Regions from separate parts of the Oryza sativa genome. Here region 1 is linked to region 2. The links are chromatin contacts, called in public ChIA-PET maps. All regions are on one chromosome and are shown on one strand. Each heading gives the region's core, a stretch centred on a gene start, on an enhancer-like site or on the middle of the called end of the contact. The rest is flanking DNA. Distances are from core to core; before and after follow the strand shown. Region 1 holds the start of LOC4328807. Region 2 holds the start of LOC107280052 (ethylene-responsive transcription factor ERF039).

Region 1 (6,074 bases), core at 1,410-3,909, 66 kb after region 2:
GGCGGCGAGGACGTTGATCATGAGCCTCTGGCCCTCGTTGCAGCGGCCGAGGTCGGGGCTGGCGAAGTAGGCGAAGCCGGGGACCTAGAGGTAGAACACCCTGGCGCCGTCGCCCGGCACGGGGGCGTCGCCGGCGTCGACGCCGGCCGTCTCGTTGCAGTGGTAGTACCCCGCCTTGCTCACCTTGATCACCGAGTCGTTCCTGTACTCGAACTCTGCCACCACACGCCATGGATGCGAATGCGAATGCAAAATTAAAGAAGAGGAGATCGATGACGAGTTGACGACGATGAGATGAAACTGCCGTTGATTCGTTACCGATGGAGTCGCCGACGTAGAAGGCGATGGACGACGCCCACCGGGAGTAGTACAACTCCTCCTCCTCCGGCGGCGGGGCGATCCACCCGTCGGGGCCACCGACGCGGTACTGCTCCCCTGCCGCCGCCGCCGCCGCGCCGGCGGCGAGGACAGCCACGGGAGGAGACGGAGACGAGACGAAGCCGCGACAGCCGCCATGCCTGACTGACTGATGAAAGCGCCGATCGATGGAGCGATTGCCGGAGATCGAAGAAGAAAGAAGCGGAAACTGCTCGTACGTGTGATTGATGGTGTGCCGCGGCGATCGACAGAAGTGGCAAGAATTTATAGGCGGAGGCGCGCGATCGATCGATCGAGCCGTTGAGAGGGGGAGCGTCGGCGGCGGTTGCGTCAAAAAGCCTCGTCGGCGCCGCGCGCGCGGGAGGGAGTGGAGAACGTGGCCGTTTGAACTCGGTCGTCTCCGCGCGCTCTGCAGTTGCATATGCGATGCGAACTTGTTCGTGTCTGCACCGTGAAGACGAGGTTTGGAATTCAGCCCATTTGTTTTTCGTCAACAATTTCGGTCCATAGGGGTGTATGGGCTTGAATTACGGCCCATACATGTGGACCGGTGGGCCGGCCCTTTAACGATAATGGGCCTGGAGTTGTCTGTTCATTATTAAGCTTTGGAATAAGTTCACTTTAGGTCCCTCTATTTCTTCGTCAGTTCGATTTTCATCCCTTAACCGCAAAACCGGGTATAACCCGTCCCCCAACTTACGAAAACCGGGCAAACGAGGTCCCCTAGCAGTATGGAGCGTAGTTTTAATTGACTGACGTGGCACTTGCATGGCTCCTTTGACTGATATTCGTCCCACGTGGCATTGACATGGCGTTTACATGGCAATTTTATCCCCACAAAATAATAAAAATCGTGGGACCCATATGTCAGCTACACACAAAATAATTCCTCTCTCTCTCGCAGCCAGAGCAAGCGATGGGTGGGGCCGAGAGGGGCGGGCCGGGCCGCAACCGGAGTAGGCCGGCAAAGCGGCGGCGACCGGAGCAGGCGAGGGGCAAGGCGGCGCTCCACGCACTCCCTCTTCTTCATCATCGCGCCGCGGCGCCGCCTCACAGCCGGCGGAGCGGCGGCGGAGCGGAGGGCCAGGCGGAGTGGCGGGGCGGCGGCATGCCGCGGCCACGAGACGAGCTTGTAGATGACACGGCTCCCCGTACCCATCGCCACGACCGCCGCGGTGGCGATTGCCATGTCCATCCTGGCGCTCCTCCCAACCCCAGCAGCGCTCCCCACCACCTCCCCCGCCGCCGCGCACCTCGCCGCCGCATCCTCCCTAGGGTCACCCTCCTCGTCCCCAACCACACCGCCACCTCGATGCACCGCACGTGCGCCACCTGCATCACCTCCCTCTGCCTCATGGTAGGGAGGAGCTCCATCGCCGCCGCCGCCGGCGGTCCGTTCGTCAGGGATGCAGGTATGGGTTGCTCCGCTCCCGCCGGTCGCCGTCGCGTGCCCCTTTGGCCACCGCCACGACTTCTCCCCCGCCGGCCGGCCGCTCCGCCCCTCTGCTCCGCCCACGACGCACCGCTCCTCCTCTTCTTCCCCGCCGCCGCTCCGGCCGTCGACCGGCCGCTGACCACCCCACTTCGCCCATTGGCTCCACCCCTCTGCTCTACCACCGCTCCGCCCAACGGCTTCGCCACGCTGCTCCGGCCACCCCTCTACTCCGCCCAATGGCTTTGCCTTGCCGTCGGCCGCCCGCCTCGCTGCTCCGGCCGCCAACTGGCCGCTTCGCGCCATGACACGGCGCCGCTCTGACCGCCGACCATCCCTATGCTCCACCCCACCGTCGCCCGCTCCGGCCGCCACCCACCACGCTCCGCCGGCTTGAGAGAGAGGAGGGAGAGAGAGGATAGAGGGAGAGGAGATAGAGAGAAGAGGTAGTGATGATGACGTGTGGGTCCACATGGGCCCATCATTTTTTATTATTTGTGTGTGAAACTGACATGTGGGTCCCACAAGTTTTATTATTTTATCGGATCTAATTACCACGTAAGCGTCACGTCAACAACACGTTAGACAAAAACCTAGTCAAAATGAGTCACATAGGTGCTACCTCAGCCAAAACCAGATATAATACTGTTGAGGGGCCCATTTAAACTGTTCCGTAAGTTGGGGGACCCGTCGTATCCGGTTTTGTGACTAAACGAAAATCGGACAGGGGCGACAAATGGAGGGCCCCAAAGTGAACTTATTCCTTAAGCTTTTTAATGGACCTCTGTTAAGACCCACAAGTTTATGTGGGCCTGGTAATTATCTGGCGGCCCATCCAGAATTCCAGACAAGGCTAGTCAACTCGGCAAGGGTTTCCTCGCCGTTGCCGTCGCCGTCGCCGTCGCCGCTGCCGCTTCCGCTTGCGTGCCCTCGTCGCCGTCGAATCGCTCGCCCGTCGGTCGGGTCCGGTGACCTCGCTGCCTCCGAGATCCTCCTCTCCTCGCCTGCGCGCTCTTCCCGTCGGCTAGAAGGGCTGCTTCTTCCGTCCCGGCTCCGTCGCCATCCCCCCGCCGGCGGCGACTTGGGCGGCCTCGGCTACTTCGCCCTTGTTTTCCGGCCAAGTTGAAGGTTCCGGTTCCGTTTCCGATCCTCAGGTAAAAGAGCACATACTTCTCCAATCATTTGAATAGCTAACAGCAATCCATTGTGCATTTGTGCTTCATGCGGCTACGGATGTATCCATCAATTAGTTGAGAGATAGGATCGATTCACTGTGTGTTCTACTGATGTGTAAATGCCGCTATGTTCTGCATCATCTGTGCTGTGGGATTTGCTATTTCTGTTACTTTGATGCGGCCGCGGTAATGTATAGGAGTAGGAAGGATTTATTGGCATTTCACCAATCGTCCTTAGTTAGGTAGCTGATGCGACGCTGAAGTTGGCTGCACTGCCTCAACAGTATAACTGAGGGCCTTTCCTTGAATCATTCGTGTGACTTCTTTCACATTCCTCTGTTGTTTGGAGGAATACCAAGGGGGATGGGCTCATCTGTAGAGTATTTTTTAAAATATAGACAGTAGCATGTGTTCTGGATCATAAACTATGCGAAATTGCGAGCCAAAATTTTGATGCAAGGTTGCTTTGTTACAAATATGATCTGTATTTCCTTGATTTAAAATTAAGTTGTTGTGTAATTTGTTCAACTACAAAGAATGTAAAATCTTGGGACTCGGATTGTTGGCCTGTATTTCACGCATAAAACTACAAATATTGTTATGCTTTTGTTTAACTCCTCAGGGGTTTTGCAGCCAGCACTCGAATTTTCATCATTGTTTTAGGCATTTGATATTCTTATCAGTTCATCATTCTAAAATTAATCTACTCGGATTCTAATAGATTTTGAGAAAATGGATCCTGAAGATCTTACTGACTCTGAGGAAGATGAAGATGATGACATGATGTTTTTTATCTTGCCTACACTATATCTTGTTTCTACTGGAAGCGAAGAGCCATGTCATACATCGAAGTTCAGTGGTGCAGAGTGGATTTGTGAAGTGCTTGAAGATGACCGTGGTGAAGGCTATGCCAAATTTCGAATGGAGCCTCAAATTCTTCAGAAATTTTCAGACCTTCTTAGGTCAAAGAATCTTTTGCGGAATACAAGAGGCGTTTCTGTGGAAGAGCAAATTGGCATGTTTATTTATATGCTCTCTCGAAATGCCAGCTTTCAGAAAATGAGTGATAGATTTGAGCACAGTAGGGAGACTATCCATAGACATATCAAGGCATGCTTTGATGCAATCACCTCATTGACAGATGAGTTTGTCAAGCATCCTTCAACTGAGACTCATTGGAAAATATCATCTGATCCGCAATATGGGCCTTATTTTAAGGTAGGTTTAACCTGTCTCTTTGCATTGTATGAAGTTCTACACTTCTCTGCTACATCTGAATCAGTAGTGTGTTTCCTTGCAGAACTGTATAGGGGCAATCGATGGAGTTCATGTACCTATCACAATATCAGACTATGAAGCAGCTCCATATCGAAATATAGAAGATTCCCTTTCTCAAAATGTGATGCTGGCTTGTGACTTTGATTTGAATTTTGTCCATGTGTGCAGTGGCCACGAAGGGTCTGCATCCGACGCGGCAGTCCTATATGCTGCTGTGGAGTCTGGATTTGAAGTCCCAAGTAACAAGTATTATTTGGTTGATAGGGGTTATGCAAACACACCATCTTTTCTTGCTCCTTATAGAGAAGCTGCATACCATATTGAAGAGGAGGAGCAGAGCAATTGTCAGCCAAGTGACTACAAGGAGTTGTTCAACCTTCGTCACTCAAAGCTGCGCAACAACATAAAGCGTGCCACAGCGCTATTGAAGATGAGGTTCCCAATTTTAAATGTCGCAACATTCTATCAGATAGAAACTCAAGCGAAAATCCCAGCAGCAGCAGTGGTGCTGCACAATATAATGCAGGGCCAAAAAGATGATGATGATGATGATGGGTGGGCATTTAACCAGGCAATGCCAGTTTCATCCCGTAGAACTGTAGTTTTACCCAGTGGGGATGATGCTTATGGCAATGATGTCGAAGAACTGAACAACCAATGTAGCATGGGTGATGCTTTGAGAGATTATATTGCGAAGAAGATGTGGACAGATTATGAAAGGAACAGGAGGTAGGTTTCCCTATTCTGAGGCCAAACAACATATAGGTGAAAGGAAAGAGCTGCTCATGTGTGATTTGTATCTTGAATTCTGATGTTTATGGTTAAAGATGGAACTAGGCAATGCCCTGTAGAAGCTGTACTCAGTTGACACCCACCAGTAAGATATGGCATTTTCATGTCCTCCATTTGGCTATCAATCTGTGTGGATGTTGTGGTTGCCAAGATAGTGCCTTGCTAGCAAACATGGCGTGGCATTTAACTACCGCCACGCCAGTATAAATGGCGTAACAAAAGAGGAATTGCCTATGCATCCGTCGGGTGATTTTTGAGAAAAATTATCTCCCTTTAGATTTGCATCTTACGGACTAAAAAAATACCAACTAGAAATTTCAATTGTCAACAATCAACAAATACTATAAAATTTCCAACTAATAAAATGCTTAACACGCTCAGGCACAGCTTCCAGATTACACCCGAATTTACCGTACGTAACCTAATTTACCCCAAAATCACACGAATTTACCCTCGGGGACTCAAAGGTGGAGCTGAAGTCTAGCTAAACAGTTTCAGCTCTATTTAAAATGAGTGTGGAGCTGCTTGGAGTGTGTTCTCACAAAATGAATTAGAGAAAATGAACTACAGAGGTGGAGCTGGGTTTAGGCTGCTCTACAACTCCACTCTAAACCCAATTCCTAAAGTTAAATTTATGAGTTGGAGCTCTACCAAATATGTCTATCTTTCCTAAGTAAGATAGAATATGCGATACTATTTTTATATTTTTCTTTATTCCTGTGACGTGAAGGCTTTACTAGTAGTAGTACTTTGAAAACAGATCAAGCTGCATCCCGGCAACAAATCATTGAACTATACAAGAATTTTTATTACATGATAGGAATTGCTGCTTGAAATGCATCAGTAAATAACAGTGTGCAAATGTATCGTGTTGTAGCAGCAAAAACATCTGTAGCTTACTGCTGTAGTGATCAAGAAACTTCGGAAGATAAATTCGGCAGTGCTGCAGACACCAATTTATTACCTAACGTTCATGCTTCATTCCTCAGTGTTCCACTTCTATTGACACCATTTTATTA
Region 2 (6,214 bases), core at 3,151-5,650:
ATCATGCAATTAGCTTCATGGATTACATGGGGACGCTAGCTTGCCGGCATATATATAACTGGAAAGATCTGCTCATCTGCATGCCTTTTCTGACAGGGACTCTTGCCGTACTGTCGACGAGCAAAACTAGGGTGCCGACAAATAATGGGGAGGACATTATTTACTCAGAACATCGATCGAAACTCCAGTAAATTATAGATGCATTCAACTACTTTGCTTAAGCAAATATTAAACCGATGAATCGCCTGGGCCTGCAAGTTTTGATAAGTTAATTAATTGCCAATTAGGTCTATATATATATATAGAGAGAGAGAGAGAGATAAGTTGACATAAACAAGAAGTTCTTTAATTCGGGCTAGCAACCAGTACACTGTCAATAATTCCGATTAATTCACGAGGAATGATATATATCAACCATTACTATATTTAAGAAAAAAAAGCCATCGAGGTGCTGTTTATTTGTGACATTATTAATGTTTTAGACTAATGTGAAGTTCGGACTGTTTCCAAAACATATTAACAGTCCCTGCATCCGTGCCAATTGCTCTTTCTGAATTCAAGGACTTATTTAGTTGGGAAAAATTTTGGGTTTGATTATTGTTACATCAAATATACGGACACACATTTAAAGTATTAAACATAGTCTAATAATAAACAAATCATATATCCCGTCAGGAAACTGCGAGACGAATTTATTAAGCCTAATTAATCTGTCATTAGCAAATATTTACTATAGGACCATATTGTCAAATCATGGCGCAATTAAGCTTAAAAGATTTGTCTTGCAATTTACACGTAATCTGTGTAATTGGTTTTTTTGTTTTGTCTATATTTAATACTTTATGTATGTGTACAAACATTCAATGTGATGATGTAAAATTCTTTGTTTTGATAACTAAACAGGGCCAAATTAACCGAGCGTTGTTGACGTACGCTGACATCACGACACACGTCATCATGCCAGAGGAAGCTTGCTAGCTAGGCTAGGCGGCCATGAAAGAAAGAGAACAGAATGGGTTGTCAGGTCCCACTTGTACACCGTCAAAATAATAATTCTCACAGTGGTGATGCTGTTTAACTAGGCAGGCATGTACAGCTAGTACAGAATAATTTCATTTCAGATTCTTCATCTGCAACAGCTGCCGATTCATGCATGCATATATATAGCGCATCACATGCATATTTTGGAAATTAATTACTGTTGAATCCACGAACCACATATGAAGTATAGCTAAATTCTTTTCCCTCTTTTAGAGGACACATTTCTCTTTTTTAAAATTTTGAAGACAAGATTATACTTATACAGCTGTGGTGTCTAATTGGGCCTTAGGCTTTTGGCGGCCCAGTAGTAGGTTGAGATTCTGCTTGATGGATTCTTTCTAGAATCTGGACTTTCTAGTCATTCTAATTAATTGATTACTGTATCATTATATTTATAACAGAGGTCCTTTTAAGGGGACCATACACACATTGTAGCAAAGGTCAATAGATAAGGTTAATTCACAGTGTGATAAGTTAATCTGTCTACTAATTATTTGGGAATCAATCACAATTGTTTGTAGTCTTGGCAGAGGAAGGATGAAATCGACCAGTGATATTCCAGTTCTGTGCACAAGCAGAGATAATTAACCCAACATGGATATTGATTTATACAGGTAGATGTATAAAAGTGATCAGAAGCTCCTCTATAATGAAGTAAATTACAGGCAAAATGTGGGTATATGTGGTGGTTGATTGTTTGACCTGCAGTCACCACCCTAGCTAAAATAACTTATCGTGTGGTTTCATAACAACCAAGCCACATGATTCCTAGTTTATTTATCATGGAGATAAATGTTACACATTTGTTTACCAGCATACAAGACCTGGACACGTGCAATTGGGGATCGTAGTACATATCTAGCCAGATCTTTCTGCTCATTTAGTTTCATGGCTAGATTTTACTATGAGTTGCTTTATGAATCAAACCAGAAATTCTGTACTGAAGTATTTGTGAATGTGTATATTTGTCATGTAGTAAAAAACACGAATATTAGGGAACGACCTAATATGAAATAATTAGAAGGGGTGAGACTTCGAACCCAGATCATTTAGCCCGCTATCTTGTGGAGCTAGCCGGAAGACGACCCATGGGTGTTTGTCGTATTTGTCATGTAGTAGTGTTTATATTCTCCATTATTTTTTAAAATTTTTTTAACATTAGTTAATCATAATTTGCATTTTTTTTTAATTATGACGCATTCAGCTAGTATATATTCAACCAAAGTTACAACATTTCCATTTTTGTCCGATTAACGAGGGAACCACTTATGTGCTAGTAGTATATATATAATATAATACACGCATGCATGGTACCAGACCAGCTCATAATTTTCAGGTACTTTGGTATGTCATTCGTGTTTGACTCGGTTTTTAAATTCACTCGTTTTTAAAAATACATATATGTGTTTGAGTCGGTTTTTAAATTCAAATGCTTTTGGAAATACAGAAGAAGAGTCGTATAAGAAATCTCTTTAAAAAAACTCGCATGCTAACTTGAGACGATCAGACTCCTAATTGCCGCTCATGATTCTGTAAAACTAAACAAATCCAAGCGAATTCTCACGGTGAATTTTACCTTAACTAAACCATATAATAATAATCAAAAGAAACCTCACGCGTTGCAATGCACGGGCATTTTTTCTAGTCTGATTAAATATTTAAATTGCCACATGAATGCATCAAGAGCATGAACTTGGTATAAACAGAAACTAAATCCGAAGTTCCGAACCAAACCAAATTTGGCCTATTATTTTTAGAACCTCACTTATGAAATATTTCCCTTGCAATTATGTACGCGTTCCTAAAATCCTTGCGTTCCAAATTAAGGAAATCGCTGTGTACACAAAAATTAAATCCAAAATTAGTTGCTTAATTATTACAGGTGATCAAAAGTACTCCCTTCATCTCAAATTACTTGTTCTAGATTTGTCCTTAATTGGTCAATGATATTAATCTTTGAATATGAATTTATATAATTAAACTTATATAGTTTGACACATCACAAGATTTATATATTTAGATTTATCATGAGAAATCCTATCATAATGTTGCCAAACCATGCAGATTTTCAAAAATTAATAGTCAAAGTTAGCTAGCTAGACACATTTGATTTATAATAACTAATCCGAAACGACTAGTAATTAAGACCACGTTTGATTCAGTTTAGGATTATGATAATCTGAATTATTAGGAGTAAGCTGAAACAAACAGATAGCTTATTATGATTGATTATTATAATCTATAAGCCGGATTATTATAATATGATAATCCACTCTAAAGGTGCTTTTTCTAAATTATTGGGTGAATAACAGCTAATAATCCAGAGAATCAAAAGGCTAACAGCTTATTCTATGTCAGTTTATTATAATCCAGCTTATAGTAATCTGATTTAATAATCTATATTATAATAATCTTAAGCTGAAATAAACAGGCCTAAGTTGAAACGGAGAGAGTACGTAGCAAAATCAATCAGAGCTGGGTGCATATGCAACGAATTAAATCGGAGATCGAACGGTCGATCGAAACTAAAGCAGTGTACTGCATGCAACGGCTTGCAATGTGTGTACCAGTCTAACCACTTAGGTACTTAAACCAACCAAAAAAGTGTAAGCAACCCAACGAATCCTTGCATGGTTCGTCAACCGTACGTACATCAACTCCAAATCGGGTCCCCGTAACTATACGGCATTATGGCGGCGCTATATATTTCTTCTATCTATCTACTCTCTCCTTCTCCAGATATTTTGACGCCGTTGATTTTTTAAAACATATTTAACCGTTTATCTTATTTAAAAATTTTAATTAATTAATAATTCTTTTCATATCATTTGATTCATTGTTAAATATGCTACTACCACTTAAGTTTTTAAATAAGACGAACGGTCAAACATGTTTAAAAAAGTCAACGGCGTTAAATATTTAGGGATAAAGGGACTAATTAACTATAGATTATATATATAATAAGATTTACTTCGGTTCAACAAAAAAATATCTCGAGATATCGGTACCAAATCATTTTCTAATTGTTGAATCTAACAATGCACATCCTGACCAGCTCGATCCAACGATCGAAAACAATTTGGTAACGTCAGGTACCGGTATATCGAGATACTTTTCGTTGGACCGGAAAAAATCTCATATATAATAGCCATAGTTAGCCACACAATGATGGGTTGCAGCTGACACACACTGCCAGTACTACGTGGTTATACTGCTAATGCGTCATTAGCTCAGTTAATTAGCCATTGAGAGGCGAGCTCGATCGAGGTGAGGAGGTTAGCTCAGCTGTCGCTGTGAACACGGAGCTCTCTCTCTCTCTCTCTCTCTCCTCTCTCCTCTTCACCCGCTGCCGCCCACTACTACTAAAACGGGCAACTCATCCACCTCCTCGACGCAGCCTCACTCCTCCTCCATTGCTACCTCAAGCTCCAGCTCGAGCTCGAGGCTTTGCTTTGGCCGCAATGCCGGAGCTGGAGGTGTGTAGCCCTGCGTCGTCGGGTGGGGCGTCGCCGCCGGAGTCGCCGGTGGAGGGGAGGAGGGGAGGAGGAGGAGGGGAGAAGAGGGGGAGATCAGGGGATGGCGGGAGGCACCCGTCGTACCGCGGCGTGCGGATGCGGGCGTGGGGGAAGTGGGTGTCGGAGATCAGGGAGCCCCGGAAGAAGTCGCGCATCTGGCTCGGCACGTTCCCGACGCCGGAGATGGCCGCGCGCGCCCACGACGCCGCCGCACTCGTCGTCAAGGGCCCCGCCGCCGTCCTCAACTTCCCGGACATGGCCGCCTCGCTCCCGCGCCCGGCCTCCGCCTCCCCGCGCGACGTCCAGGCCGCCGCCGCCCGCGCCGCCGCCATGGAGCCCCCCCAGCCGCCGCCGTCGTCGCTCACCGTGCAGGCCGACTCCGCCGCCGCCGCATTCCTGACGCCCAAGAACGGCGGTGTCAGCGGCGCCGGCGCGGCGGACGACGAGCTCGAGGCGATCGTCGAGCTGCCGCGGCTCGACGAGCTGGACGCCGCCGAGCTCGTGTTCGGCGCCGCGTTCCAGGACACGGCGGCGGAACACCCGTGGTGCGACCCCGTCTGGATCGACGGCGGCTACGCGGCGGCCGCCGCGGCGGCGGCGGCGGCCGCGGCGCACGACGACCTGTTCGGCCTCGACGCCGACCACCATGGATGGGCCCAGTCGGTTGGTGCCCTCTTATGGAACCTGTGATTCGATCATAATAATAATTAATCTCTAATTAATTACCAAGTAATTAACAGCTCTAGCTTCTTTAATTTTAATCTCTCCTTTTTTTTCCAGCTTCCTAAATCTGTACATAGGTTTCCAGTTTTTTTTCTTCTTTTTTTAATCTTTTTTCAGGCAGGCTTAATATATATTTCTGCTTGATTTTTTCCCCTTTCGTTTCAAGTGTCCTGTAGCTTTGCCTTTTTGTTCAGTTTGGGGCTCTTGTCTTCTGAATTTGTCTTCCCTCTTGCCTAGTGGCTCTACCTGCAGAGTGTCAACTAAGCTAAGTCATTAATGACTTAATTATGTATAATAAAAATCTTTACATGCAAGCACTACATTGTTAATTTGGCCATCAATGGTCCATAATTGAATCCTCCTCCTCCTCAACCATTACTATATTATCATTATATACTCCATCCGTTTCGAAATGTTTGACACCGTTGACTTTTTAGCACATGTTTTACCGTTCGTCTTATTTAAAAACTTTTATGAGATACGTAAAATTATATGTCTACATAAAAATATATTTAATAATGAATCAAATGATAGGAAAAGAATTAATAATTACTTAATTTTTTAATAAGACGAACGGTCAAACATATGATAAAAAGTCAACGGCGTGAAACATAGGGAGTATATGTACAACTCCTAGCTAGCAGCTAGGTTCCTGCATGCATATATATTCAGTGCAGGGGGCAATTGATTAAGCAACAACTTCAAATGACGGCTTTAATTTAGTACCATTGCTATCAATTGGGTAATTAACTAGCTAGTGTTCTTTGATCACTCATCCTAATTATAAAGTGTAAGGAAAAAGTAGCCGAAGCACTACTGACTAGTAGTACTGAGGCAGCCATTTTTGTGCGTGTGGTGAAAATTGAACTTAACTTAATTTGATCAAAATGTAACTTTCTTTCACTGCTTTAGTAATTATTTGGTCAGCAACTAGT

What was found. ChIA-PET counts read pairs in DNA pulled down with a chosen protein or histone mark.
Region 1: a contact with region 2 is called in an H3K27ac ChIA-PET map of leaf, with 9 times the contacts expected there. The contact joins the promoter of LOC4328807 here to the promoter of LOC107280052 in region 2. A contact is called at or near these places in 12 of 15 Hi-C or Micro-C datasets (leaf, leaf mesophyll, panicle and 2 more) and 3 of 4 datasets of contacts at active chromatin or transcription factors (leaf and seedling).

Annotation. Positions count from the first base shown.
Region 1 is chr2:7,453,792-7,459,865 of ASM3414082v1, forward strand. It overlaps LOC4328807, which reads left to right and starts at 2,660. Exons shown (of 3, transcript XM_015767931.3): 1 at 2,660-2,964; 2 at 3,707-4,203; 3 at 4,286-5,176. The coding sequence starts at 3,718. The coding sequence ends at 4,996. It overlaps LOC4328808 (probable LRR receptor-like serine/threonine-protein kinase At3g47570), which reads right to left. Exons shown (of 2, transcript XM_015768454.3): 2 at 5,815-6,074.
Region 2 is chr2:7,385,821-7,392,034 of ASM3414082v1, forward strand. It overlaps LOC107280052 (ethylene-responsive transcription factor ERF039), which reads left to right and starts at 4,401. Exons shown (of 1, transcript XM_015769257.3): 1 at 4,401-5,593. The coding sequence starts at 4,503. The coding sequence ends at 5,246.